Linked DNA regions of Sus scrofa: regions 1 and 3 are each linked to region 2. A link is a contact called in public HiChIP or PLAC-seq data. All regions are on one chromosome and are shown on one strand. The core of a region is the stretch at or near the end of the contact, and the rest is flanking DNA. Distances in the headings are between cores, read along the strand shown.

Evidence for each region. HiChIP or PLAC-seq counts read pairs in DNA pulled down with a chosen protein or histone mark.
Region 1: an H3K27ac HiChIP or PLAC-seq map of skeletal muscle shows a contact between it and region 2. The contact joins two enhancer-like sites. A contact is called at or near these places in 1 of 47 Hi-C or Micro-C datasets (skeletal muscle) and 2 of 2 datasets of contacts at active chromatin or transcription factors (alveolar macrophages and skeletal muscle).
Region 3: a contact with region 2 is called in an H3K27ac HiChIP or PLAC-seq map of skeletal muscle. The contact joins two enhancer-like sites. A contact is called at or near these places in 1 of 47 Hi-C or Micro-C datasets (skeletal muscle) and 1 of 2 datasets of contacts at active chromatin or transcription factors (skeletal muscle).

What each region holds. Positions count from the first base shown.
Region 1 is chr7:112,359,187-112,363,316 of Sscrofa11.1, reverse strand. TTC7B (tetratricopeptide repeat protein 7B) reads left to right here. Exons shown (of 20, transcript XM_021099609.1): 15 at 1,412-1,572. Among named protein-coding and RNA genes, the nearest start is that of TTC7B, 160 kb to the left of the region's middle. Within about 2 kb of position 2,401, at least 27 of the 83 cell types and tissues checked have an H3K27ac peak or open chromatin away from gene starts, as enhancers often do. A contact at or near this core is called in skeletal muscle, where this site is marked.
Region 2 is chr7:112,204,617-112,208,751 of Sscrofa11.1, reverse strand. No RefSeq gene overlaps it. Among named protein-coding and RNA genes, the nearest start is that of CALM1, 46 kb to the right of the region's middle. Within about 2 kb of position 2,526, at least 66 of the 83 cell types and tissues checked have an H3K27ac peak or open chromatin away from gene starts, as enhancers often do. A contact at or near this core is called in skeletal muscle, where this site is marked.
Region 3 is chr7:112,412,292-112,416,540 of Sscrofa11.1, reverse strand. All of the region lies in intron 5 of TTC7B (tetratricopeptide repeat protein 7B), which reads left to right. Among named protein-coding and RNA genes, the nearest start is that of TTC7B, 100 kb to the left of the region's middle. Within about 2 kb of position 2,575, at least 12 of the 83 cell types and tissues checked have an H3K27ac peak or open chromatin away from gene starts, as enhancers often do. A contact at or near this core is called in skeletal muscle, where this site is marked.

The DNA of each region.
Region 1 (4,130 bases), core at 1,152-3,651, 150 kb before region 2:
ACCCTCCCAGAGTACCAGGCTGCGTGCTGGTCACACAGCAGCCTGTCCCCCTGGGGAGAGGAGAAGTAGATGGAGCCTTGTGGGTACAGCAGCAGCCTTCATGGGCACGCAGCATGACACCAGGCAGGGTGGCCAGGTGGCCGGGCGGCCGCCTTATCCTTGGAGCCAGTGCCATTTCACCAGGAGGAGAGGATGGGAGAGGAATCGGAGGGAGGGCCCCTGGCTCAGCCACTCAGGGGGTGATCTTGCTCAAGTCACTTCACCTCTGGACTTCGGGTCCCCACCCCCACCGCATGAAATGACTGGTGGGGCCCTCTGTGAGAGCTGAGATTCTACAGCTCAAAACCAGAAGGCCTCTCTAAACCAGCATTTTTAACAGACCGTCATCAAAAAATGGAATTTCTGAGAGGAATACGAATGGATTTGGGACACAGAAGTCACGGCTTCCTACGAAGGAGTGAGGTTACCGAGGGTTTGGGAAGAAGCCCAGCGTCGAAAGGGGTTCCGGCACAGGGCCCAGAGTTGGAGGGGAGACAGGAGGGAGTCCCTGGGCGATTTTGTAGGAACGCCTCAGCCTTGAAAGGGTTTCAAAACCCAGCTTCAGGTCCTCATTCTCCCCAGGTACTGTTAAACCTGCCCAGAATCTCAGGTGTTCAAATATCCATGATGTACGTGTTTGATCAACCCTTGTGCTTGGGTGATTTTGAAGAAATCCGCTGTTGGATTTTAGACGTTAAGGTTGTACGTTTTCCTCCTCAAATTTGGATACATCTGCTTTGTATGTGGCATTGCAATTTGTTTCTTGGATGGAGATATTTTGGATTGGAGTTTGGAAAGGTGTGGGGTTTTTGTTTGCCTGTTTGCATATTTCCTTGATGTCTAATGGAGATCCAGGACAAAGACGCTTGAAAAGACTCACTTGGAAAGCTCTGTCTAAGGTTTTGACACTTATTAATAAGTATCGTCAGCAATACTTAAAAAAAGAGAGAGAGAGAGAAAACAGTTCAGCTAAGACTGTTTAACTTCGCTAAAAACTTCTGGCAATTTGTTATGTGTCTCCATTTAGAATGAAGTTATCTCGGGCATAATGAAAAGTAAATCAGTTTTGTGGAAAGAGAGAAACCGTTTGTTTAGGGAGAAACAAGGGATTTGGTATGGGCTGTTCTCCTGGGAAACAAGAGTCTCTTGTGTCACTTCATTCGTCACACTGTCACTTGAAGGAGGCCTCTGTTTCCACATCTGTGGTTCACATCTCGGGACTGTCAGAAAGACAGCTTCACATGCGGCAGAAAGGGAAGCAGCTCCTGATAGTGACAGAGCGTCAGGTGCTCAAGTGGTGGCTTCGTGTGTGTGTGTGTGTGTGTGTGTGTGTGTGTGCGTAACAAGTCTTTTCGGTTTTGTTTTAAACCAGATACCCGAGGCTCTGGGATACGTCCGCCAAGCCCTTCAACTTCAAGGCGACGATGCCAACTCCCTGCACCTCCTTGCCCTCCTGCTCTCAGCACAGAAGCATTACCATGACGCCCTGAACATCATTGACATGGCCCTGAGTGAATACCCAGAAAACTTTATGTAAGTCTTGTCCCGTAGATGGAAGGTGTTACATTTACTTCTTTCCCGTGCCTTCTCTTCAGCCTGTCTAAGCCCTTCACGGGACACCCCAGCGGCAAACAGTACAGAATTCCCCTCCCTCTTGCTTTCTCGTGATGTTTAGACACGAACGTCATCTGTCAGGTCAACCTTCCTAAACTGAAATTCTCTCCGTTCTTCCCCCATGTATACCTTTGGGGCACACCCGATGATTTTAAATGGATTATGGTGAACATTTTTATATTGATAGGCATTTTAAAAGGTTCATGAGAAAAAAATACAGCTGCACAGCAAAGTGTGATTTCATAGAATTGTTGCCCAGAGGGAGACTCTTAAGAATTTTTAAATGAGCTGTTTTAAATTCAATTTAAAGGAACATATTAATATACGTGGAGGTGGCAGAAGCTGTATGGAGCAAACTCCAAAGACTGAAATTTGGGAAACGTTGCTTTACAGCTTCTTTGCCCTACGTTGCCAAGGACGCTCATTAGTTCCAGGTGATTAGTATATTTTAGGCAACTTTGACAAGGATACCTGACCTCTCTGTATCTTCGTTTTATTCTCTAAGAAGTGGAATTCCTTCAGTCCGTCAACAGTGTCTGCAAGTAATCCAAGAGTTGTCCTTACAAACTGCCATGTGATGGAATTGTCTGCTTATCTCCACCTCTTCCCTCTGAATCCCTGAATCCAGGCCCGCTGGTTAGGCTCTGTTGAGAAGGACATTGTCTTTTGGGCGACACGGTTCCCATTTTATCCTCAGTGGAGTAGCTTAGTAACCAGCGGCCAGAAACAGTAAACAGTCGCGCAGGCTGGCAGGTTCTAATTGTCTAAGTGGCAGGGTCAGCAGTGGGCGGGGGCCGGGGGAGAAGGGAAGGCTGGCTCTCTTCACTTTCAGAAATAATGCAGTCGCAAATTTGAAGTGGATCGGCCTTGGCTTTATTTCTCTGCCTCATCACCTCACTGTGGTTTTAATCAGTGTGTTTCAGCAGCTCCCCTTGGAAAATTGGTTCACACATTTCCATTACAAACATTGCTTTGTCTTCAAGTGAAAAGGGCACTTCTCCTGTCCCCGTCGAGAAAATTCTCATTATAATCCAGGAAACCTCTGACTAGAGAGTTCTTTTGTAGGTTCAGCTATTTATGCAGAGTGAATTAAAGAGCTTTGCTGCAGTGTTTCACTTCTTGCCGATCTCAAACCTGCTCTTTTGCACACCGAGTACATTTCTGGATTTTATCCAAAGCTGTCTAGTCCGTGGAACCTTAGAGGGTGCAAGCACTTAAAAAAATACCCAGGCCTTTACCCATCAGTCGTAAAGCACAGCCTGATGCAATTGCATTCGGTGTCTCTCACCAACATTTATAAATTAGCCGTCCCTCCCCAGCACCTTCCTTAGCTGTGAGACATTAGACTCCAGTGTGTGGCTCCTGCAAAGACAGCCTGGGGTGTCATCCGAGAGGAGGCTTATTAAACTAATAGCCACACCGCACAGTAAGCAGTAAACAGTGGTGGCTAATATGGTAATGCCTCCAAGTGACAGCAGCTGACAGCCTTTTCAAGTAGTAGAACTAAGGAACAGCAGTAGAGATATTTGAGGAATGCAAGCCTGTTATTTTAATGTTAAGCTGTAAGCTCAAAAAAGCCAAGCATATGGCAGCAGGGCTGAGAGCAGTGGATGACTTGTTTGCTTTTTAAATATTTGTATTTTTTCCTTTGTGATGGGAAACTTCTTCCCAAGAACCCTTTATTAAAAGTTGGGGCCAGATGTATTCAGTGGATCCCATGGTTTTTTTTTTTTTTTTTTTTTTTTTTTCTTTCCCCCCAACCTAGGTCAAACATTTCAACACCAACCTAAACAAGATGACGTGGGCACTTGTCCCAACTGCCATGTAGCATTATCTGTTTGTTTGTGACAAGCCTGTCTCCAGCAGAGGAAGCCTGGGATGGCCTCGTGTTTCTCGAGTCTGAGTGGCCATTAACCTCCCACGGGCTGCGTCTGTGGTAGGTGGCTCGTCAGCCTCTGCTGGATGGAGGTGAGAGCCCGTCCCACTGTGAGGGTCAGGCCTGCCCAACTGTTGAACGGAGAGCTCACTTAACCGGCCTCCGAGCCTGATGCAGAGAAGTACAGAATTTTTTGGTCCCTGTTAAGTTTATTCAAGATACTTAACCACCAACTTATCTCATGGCGACAGTAAGGATGGGTAAACACTGGCTAGACCAGCTGCTCCTCCAAGGGCGTTCAGCTGTCCTCGCAAGCACTTTGAAGGCATTTGTGCGTGGTTCTCCATGGTAGAGAGGAATTCATATTTTATCACTACTGCTAATACAGTGTCTTCAAATGTGATGTTTTAGAATGCTTTAAAATTTTAAAATGTTGAGTAGAAGCAAAATACTATTTATTAAATCTATATAAGATAATAATATAGGAGTTCCTGTTGTAGCTCAGCAGTAATGAACCTGACTGGTATCCATGATCCCTGGCCCCAGTCAGTGAGTTAAGGATCCAGCCGTTGCCCTGAGCTGTGGTGTAGGTCGCAGATGC
Region 2 (4,135 bases), core at 1,277-3,776:
CCTTGGAGGTTGCTAGGATACTCAGCACCCAGAGTCTCCTTGGAGTCGCATCCTTCTGGAGCAGCTCACAGACACTGGGCTGTGCAGTGGAGAGGGGAAAGGAGGGGAAGCCCCCAACAGGTAGGTCCACCCAGAAGGAGAAGGCTGGGGTCCCCTTCTGACCCTCCATGAAGCTGGGAAATGTCTCCTCAGCAGCATCTGGGATTAACTCTGACCACCTATGGTGAAAGCAACTCTGAGTTTTAAGTCCCCAGTCCTACCTTCCCCTGATACTTGCATTTCCTCTGCAACATGCCCTTCCATGAATGAGCAAGCCTGCCCTTTGCCAGCTCCTGTCTGCCTGGCAAACTTCGAGTCCACTTTAAGGCTCGGCCAAGGGCTGCATCCTCATCCTCAGCGTACCCTTCCCTTCAGACTCCCAGGCAGACACTCACATCCCCTCCCTGTGCTCACATTTACCCACAGCATCAAAATTATCTGTTGTGCATAATGTGCATGAGTGCATGTGTCCCAAGTAGGTTACATTGTCCTCTGTACCCCCAGCACTTAGCATAATGCCTTGCACAGATAAGTTTAGATGCATGAGTAAAAGTGCTCTGTTGCATGTCTCTGGTGACAGGGAGCTCACTACCTTAAATCAGCTCATTCTGGGCAGCTTCAAAGCCCACACCACAGCCACAGCAACACCAGATCCTTAACCCATTCTGTGAGGCCAGAGGATTGAACCCACATCCTCAAGGAGACCACATTGGGTCCTTAACCTGCTGAGCCACCATGGGAACTCCCAAAGCTCTTCTTTTTGCACAGCTGAAATCGGTCTAGCAGACACTTCCACCTGGGACCCTTGGTAGGCCTGCCAGTGCCATCCTGAGCAAGCCAGCTGCCTCTTTCTCAAGACCACCTTTCAGAACTGAGTCTCTCTCCATTACCCTCTGCATCACCTACCAGGAAGTAGTGAGGAAATGGGTCAGACATTCATGGTCTAAGTCATCAAGTTTGGTTCCATGGAAGCTTCCCTAAGGTTTGAGGTTTTGGTGCTCTCATGTTGAGACACCTGCACCCTCTCCCTGGTTCTGCACCCCCCCAAACTGCACCTCAACTCCAAACCATAAACACAGGCCTGGATGCCAGGGTGCTCAGGTGGAAGGCACAGGTAAGGCCTCACAGGTTTCCTGGGTGTGAGAGTACCACCCTTTCCCAGTACAGTTTAACAGATGCCAGGCCTAAGCAGTAGGCACCGTTTTCTCAGAATGGCTCAGAGAATCTGTGCAGAGTTCAAGGAACAGCCAAGACAGATGGGGAGAGGGAGAGAGGAGGCAAGCAGGCAGAGAGAAGAGGCAGTGATGTGCCAGCCTCAGATGCCAGAGCTGACCTGCCAGGAGCCAGCTTGCTGTGATTTATGTGCTACCATCCTTGGGGTGGCAGAGGAGCTGAAATCCTTTCTGACATCTCAGACTGAACTCCTCAAATCCTAGCAACAGCTTTTCCCCGTCAACACCCAGGCTCACCAACAACAGTTGAGCAGAATAGCCCTGCCCTGACGAGCCCGTTCAGGGAAGACTTCTGCCAAAGACTGCCTGTCAGGCATGGGAACTTAAATCCCACACAGCGTTGAGGTTGGGTGCGAAGCCTGGCTTTCCCACTCACTTGTCCCATGACCTTGGGCAATCAGTTGTCCTCACCCAGGCTCAATGTCAGTGGGGAGTTAGCGTTGATAATATGAATAAAATATAAGGTTTATGTCTGCTCTGTAGGAAAACTCAATTAACGGTAACCATTATTATACATGTTCACGTTCCTGCCAGACTCGGATGAAAAGGAGAGAGGGCCAGACAAGAAAGACCCTGGTCCCCCCCAAGGCTTGTGGCCCCACGGGAAGGACATCCAAGCGGGTGGATGCGGTGTGGCGGGACTGGGGCAGAACCTGGTCCTGGGGAGTTCTGCACAATAGTGGCAGCAGGGGAGGACGTTTGAGCAGGAACTCTCTCCTTTTGCACGTGAGGAAGCTGACGTCTGGCAACACAGCGCCTCACTCGTCATCGTGGCAGATCGTGGACCTCCGGCTCCGTCTGGTCCAGCGCTCCACCCCACGTGGGCTTCCTCTGCGAACCCGCACTAGACCTTTGGGAGCCTGGGGCGCAGAGAGGCGCATAGTCAAGGCCAAGTTCCCAACCAATAGGAACCCACAGCGATGATGTAATGCTTAGCCTCCACTGTCATTGGCTGTCCTTCCTGCTACTCCGGAACCCCCTCCAGGGGCTGTGCTTTTCGCAGCAGGGTGTTTTTCCGCAGAAGGAATCACTGGTTTGCGGAGGGGGTCGGACGAAAACTGGGGGAGATGAGGACTGAGCCAGGAGCCGGACCCCTCCCTGAGTAGACCTCGGGGAATGGCAGCTGCCGGCTGCTGCCCTTACCAAGCTCAAAGCTCCTAGGGGAGCGCAGGGAGAGGGTGCCAAACTCCCCTGCTCCATCTCCCCCTGGGGCAGCCCAGCGTCTTCTCGTCTGCTGACGTGCAAATCCTAGGAGAGTTAGGAGAGAACTAGGCACCAGCCCAGCCGGCCCTGGAGACGGCCCAGTCCCCGGAGGGAAGAGGCTGAGCTGAGAGCGCGGGGCCTGGGTTCAGCAAAAATAAAGCACGAGGTTCGGATTCATAGGACCTGGTCTAGACACGTGACGAATTACAGGTCTGAGTCCAAAACGGGGGACTGCCCAGGACTCGCTTTGCCTTGGAAATCACTGTGCTTTTAAAAAAGAACATTCAAATGGCCTGAGGGAGAAGGAAGGGGGGGACGGGAGGGCGGGTAGTTAGGGATGAGGGATGAGGCAGCTTTTACTTCTCTCAGGAGGGAGTGAGACACCCCTGAGGGCCCTTCCTTCCCATCCACTAGTCCAGGAATCCCAACCACATACACCAGTAGGCAAGGACCTTGTCCCCCCGCCCCAACCCTATGAGGGAATCACTGTTGTGATCCCCATTTTACAGATGAAGAAACTGAGGCAGGAGAGGTAAAGAGGCAGGAAGCCGGGACCTGACTCAGGACTACCTGATGCCAAGGCTAGTGCTCTAATGGTTCGCACAGGTGGCCAGGGGGAGAGTGACCAACTTGGGCACGGGGATCCTGGGATAGAGGGGCTGCCCAGATAGGGAAGGGTGGGGAAGGGAAATCCTGCCTTGCAAAAGCCCACGTCCAGTTAGGACCCTGGGAACATTCTCTCACTTCCTCAGAAATAGGGCAGAGGCCTAGGACTAACCATCCCCCCACCCGATTGCCCTTCCTGGGGCAGAGGCAGTAGGTCCTCCCTTCCAGAACCCCGGCTCTGGTTCTCCAGCCTAGGTCTGAACTAGCCTTCGTCCCACCTACTTCCTACCTATTTTCTGCCAGAGGTGGGTTTGCACGTGAAGTGGGGCTCTGGCTCTGTGGAACAGAGCAGCCTCACAGGGCCTGAGATGTTGCAGTTCCAGATCGGGTCTTGGCCTTGGCTTCTTATCAGCTGTGGGATTCAGGCAAGGTCTTGGAGCCTCTCTGGGCCTCCCTCAAGGTCCTGGAGATCACACACACACACACACACACACACACACACACACATTCATGTTCAACATGAGGAGGACACTCACGTGTCTTTCCAGGAATGTGGAAGCAGCCTTTTGATAGATGTTTCAAAGGCCTGGCCATTAGCAAATTAGAAAAAAAATGGGCTGAGAAAGCATCCCATCAGACTGGCCTGCTTGTTGGTGAACCTAGCAGGCACCCAACCGGTCAGTTCAGCAGATAGTGGTCAGGCTGGTGGGCGGTCAGCCAGATATGCTCTGGATCCATCATTCAGTAGCTGGCCGGCTCAGCTGCCCTGGAGGCTTCAGGGACCCAAGTGAGAGGGTGCTGTGGGGGTGCCTTCAATCCTCCCTTTGAACCACAAATTCTGGGCTGCTCCCCATCCCCATGCACCCCACACGTTCCCACCTCCAAGTCCTGTCTTTCCATTCCCTTTATTGAGCAGAGTGTTAAGCTCTCTATTGCACAATAATGCTACATCACAAACCATAAAACCCATTGCTTAAGAGTATGCATTTCTACCATATAATATCACCTATATGTGGCATCTAAAATATGACATAAATGTACCTATTTATGAAACA
Region 3 (4,249 bases), core at 1,326-3,825, 210 kb before region 2:
CAAATCTTCCCTGAAATGTCTGAAAGGTTTTGGTTTTCCTTGTTTTTGTTTTTTTTTTAAGTCTTGAAATCTTCATTATTCACACAACTTTCTAGAACATGTCAGGCTGGGCACACTGAGTACATAGCCTCCTACAAGTGTGTCACTGCTCCCCGTGGCACCCCTGCTACAAACACAACTGAGGACATGTGGGATGTATTAGTTAAGAGCACGAAGCCTGCCCACCGTGTGCAGCCAGAAAGAAGGGGGCAAGAAACAGGCAGCAAAAGTGTCCCCTGGGGGGTCTTGGCTCCTTCCGCTCATGGTAGTTCTGAATTTCATTCATTCAGCCATACGTATTGAGCACCTTCTGGATGCAGCTCTGTTTGAGGGGCTTGGGATATGTCAGTGAGCAAAACAGAGATCTTGGTCCTCAAGGCGCTTCCATTCTTATGGGGGGTGTGAAGCCATCCACCCTTCCTGCTCTTGTCTCTTATTCGCCACTGTGTCCTCAAGGACAAGCCTGGATCTCGGTGCGCAGCAGTGCTTGATCAGAGATTACTGAAATAACCTACTGCTTAAGAGGTTCAAGGATTCCCATCATGGCTCAGTGGTTAACGAACCCGACTAGTAACCACGAGGACGAGGGTTCAATCCCCGACCTCGCTCAGTGGGTTAGGGATCCGGCATTGCTGTGAGCTGTGGTGTAGGTCACAGACACGGCTCGGATCTGGCATTGCTGTGGCTGTGGTGTAGGCTGGCAGCTGTAGCTCTGATCGGACTCCTAGCCTGGGAACCTCCATATGCCGAGGGTTCGGCCATAAAAAGGCAAAAAAAAAAAAAAAAAAAAAAAAAAAAAAAAAAAAAGTTACAGAGGCGCCAGTTGGTAAGAAAAAGAAATGTTGAAAAAGCCAAAAGATTTCTTAACTCCAGGAGATCTACTGTGTTGGCTTGTTCTGTAATTCATCTTTAGTTATAAAGTCCTCAACCACAGATAAGGGAGATAGTGAAAAAATACTGAATATACGCCAGCAGGGGTATCTTTTCTTTGTTTCTTAGGAATCGGGTATCCACTATGAAAAGTATTTTATTCACATCAGAACTTGGAATTTGCATGACGGTGACCGTTGATACTGATTTACGTGCATTGATGGCCTGGGCCAGACGTTGAGGTTAGAAGATAATTTGGAAGGACAAGTTAAGGGGGGAGAATTGTATTTCCCACTCTGTCCCCCCCCAAAGGAATGTAAAAATATAAATATATTGAGTTTGCTGTGGAGGCAGCTGCCCATCGCAAGGCAAATTGGTTCTCCAGGCTCCGAGTCTCTCCCAGCCTTGGTTTTCCATCTCGATTTTAACTTCGGATCTCTGGCTTCCTTCCCGTATCCATTTCCCCCTTGGTTTGCTAGTGCGGAGACACCAGTGACAGCACTAAAAAGCTGAGAATGTGGTTCAAAGGCACAGAACAGAATAAGCAGGCACTGCTGTAGGTTTGTATGTAAAAATGTACGTTTCAGAAACCAGCCTTCGAAAATGCGGCTTTCAGGGCCCAAGAGTCAAATGCTGGCCAGCCAGTGCCCCTGGGTGTCCTTAGGAAGTCATGCTTCTGCACTGACCTAAGGGCCAGCAGGCAAGGCGCTGAAGGAGGAGGCTCAGGAGGAGGATGAAGAAATCAGATTGAAAAGGGAGGAGAGAAAACAACATGGAAGTGGTCAAGAGAAGCAGGACTGCGGGTGGGCTTTCCTGCCCAGGACGGAGCAGGAGGTTGCTCAGGTTTGCAGCAGAGCAAGGCTGAGGGATGCGGGCCTCCGCTCTCCCTGCTGGAGGGGGGACAGATAGTGGCAGGTCTTGCCTGCCCATCAGGCTGAACAGCCGGCTGGTGCTCAGGGGACTCGCAGGCCCTGTCTCCCCTGGGTAACAGCTGAGCTGTTGGGAACCGGTCCACGTGGAGGGACCTGCACCCAACTCGGGAAGCTTGCTGGAGCGAGGTGCAGGAGGTGCACCCCGAATTCCGACAGCTTGCCAGTGCCGGCAAGGACCTTCCTTTTGAGAATAGTTTGCCATAGTGAATTCTGAAATGGAATCAATGACCTCATGTCAAGGGGCTGCGGAAACCCTCCAAACGGGGGAAATTCCTTGGCTCTCTCCTCTTCAGTTTGGAGTGGCGTTTTAAAGCAACAGATCATTTTAGGCCTGGGTCTCAGCATGGCAAGAATAAACTCATAGTTGAGAGACATGAAAGCAATCATGTGGCTTTTGTTTATTTCCCTCAAATCGGGGTGTTTCGTAGCATTTAGAATGTAATGCTTGCAAGTTCTTTTCTTTTTTTGTTCCATTCTATCGTGATTCTCCATCTAGCTTAAGGAAAAAAAATTTTTTCTGCTGTCATGGCAACAGTGGAAGTGACGACTTGAATAAAATTATGTGACTGAAAAAAAAAAAAAAAAGCATGGGTGGTATAGGAGTTGCTGAGAATTGTATGCTTTTGCATTTAGGACACTTTTTCCCTTTTCTTATATTTAAAATGTGCAGTCTCTCCCCTCCAGTGCCTTCTCCCTCCGGTTGTCACATTGCTCTGGGGCTGGACAGGCCACCTCGGCTTGGTCCTGACGGTGGCACACTTATTTGACTAGTGCAGCCCGAGGCCTTCCGAGCCTTCCTTGTGGTTCCTGAGGAGCCTTTGTTTACCAGCAGGATTCTTCCCAGCTTCAAGAAGAATTTGATTCTGAATCCTAAGCTCTTCCCAGAAACAAACTGGAAACCGTTTGAGGAAAACTTGCCTTTGCCTCAAAGGCAGCGTGCGGTGCCTTGGGAGCGCGCCCTGCGTCCCTCCTGGTTTGGCCTCTCCTGGGTGGCATCCCCTCAGTCACAGGGACTTCCTCCAGCCGCCACCAGAGGGCCTCAGTCCTGCGCGGGAGAAACTGCCTTGGCCTTAGAGGGGAGTGGACTCTCCCCATCAGTTCTCAGTTAGGGCCTCTGAGGCCTCATCTGCAGACCCCAGGCTGCTTCACTTGGGCCAGCTGATTTTCCTTTCCAATTTTGAACCGGTTCCTAGGAGTGTCTCAGTAGCTGGGACCACCTGTATGCATCAGATTTGGATTGGATATACACTTTCATTTGCATATTAATGACGTAAACCCTAGACCTGAGCGTCCATATTTTGTTTTCTTCTTGGGTTGCATGTCCCTTTGAGAGTTCACATCTCTTTTGTCAGGAAGGTGGTGGGTATGGTTGGAAGCTCCCAGCTTGCCCTCTCACTGGCCGTGTGAACCTGGGCAGGCCGTTTCTCTCCAGGGTTGCAATGGACTAAGTTGTGTTGGATCATTATAGCTAGAAAATTCGGTGCATCTGTAACTGGATGTGTTTCTCATTCCACAAGGAAGGCACGGGAGACCTTCCGAATGGCCACTTGCTATCTGGTAGCCTTCCCTGAGTTATAACATTGGGATTTGAAACTACCCCCTCCAGGCCTAATTTCCACCCTGTTTGAACAACCCTTTAAACTGGGTCTCCAACGACATGGTCCCAGTCCTACCCTTACTGCATACGGTTGAAAATGCCATGCTTTTAGTACATAGTAGGCGCTTAAGCTGCGATCCTGGAGTGACATCAGCCCAGTCCTTCCTCCCCTCCCTTTTCCAGCCGTAGCTGTTTCCTTCGCCTCATGTTCCCTAAGAGAACTGAGCTTCAGTCCAAAGCCAGTGAACACGGATGCCGTAAAAACAAATGCAGGGGAGAGCAGCAGAGATCGCGCGTCCCAGAGCCTGTTACCTAATTTTGATTCATGTCCCCTTTGGTGCTGCCCGGAGTCCTGAGCCCAAGCTTCTCTTTTTATGCCACCGTAAAGCTTCTGATCTGATATCATCTGCTATGTGTGGGTGAGAGGAATATGGGCGTATTTCTGTAGCTCTGCCAGCAAAGCGTTCCCTTCAAGTTCTGGGGCTGTTCTTGTGAATGAGAGTCCTGGGATGTCATGTAGGTATAAGATACGAAGTAATAGCCCTTGTGAGTGCTCGTAACATACAGAACCCACATTCAGTTTGATTTAATACTTTCGTGCCATTTAAAATGTCATCCAAGAAGAGAGCCGAATATCTAGAGCATCTGCCACAGCCCGCAGAGGCTGGTGGCCAGCTCTGCACCGGCTGACCCGCTCTGTGGCTTTTGGGAAAGATGAGATATGTTCTAATGAGCGGGTTATAAATATCACTGGGTTATGTCATAGGAGGTGGCAGCGCTCGATGTAAAGGGACCTGCTGGGCCGGGCACA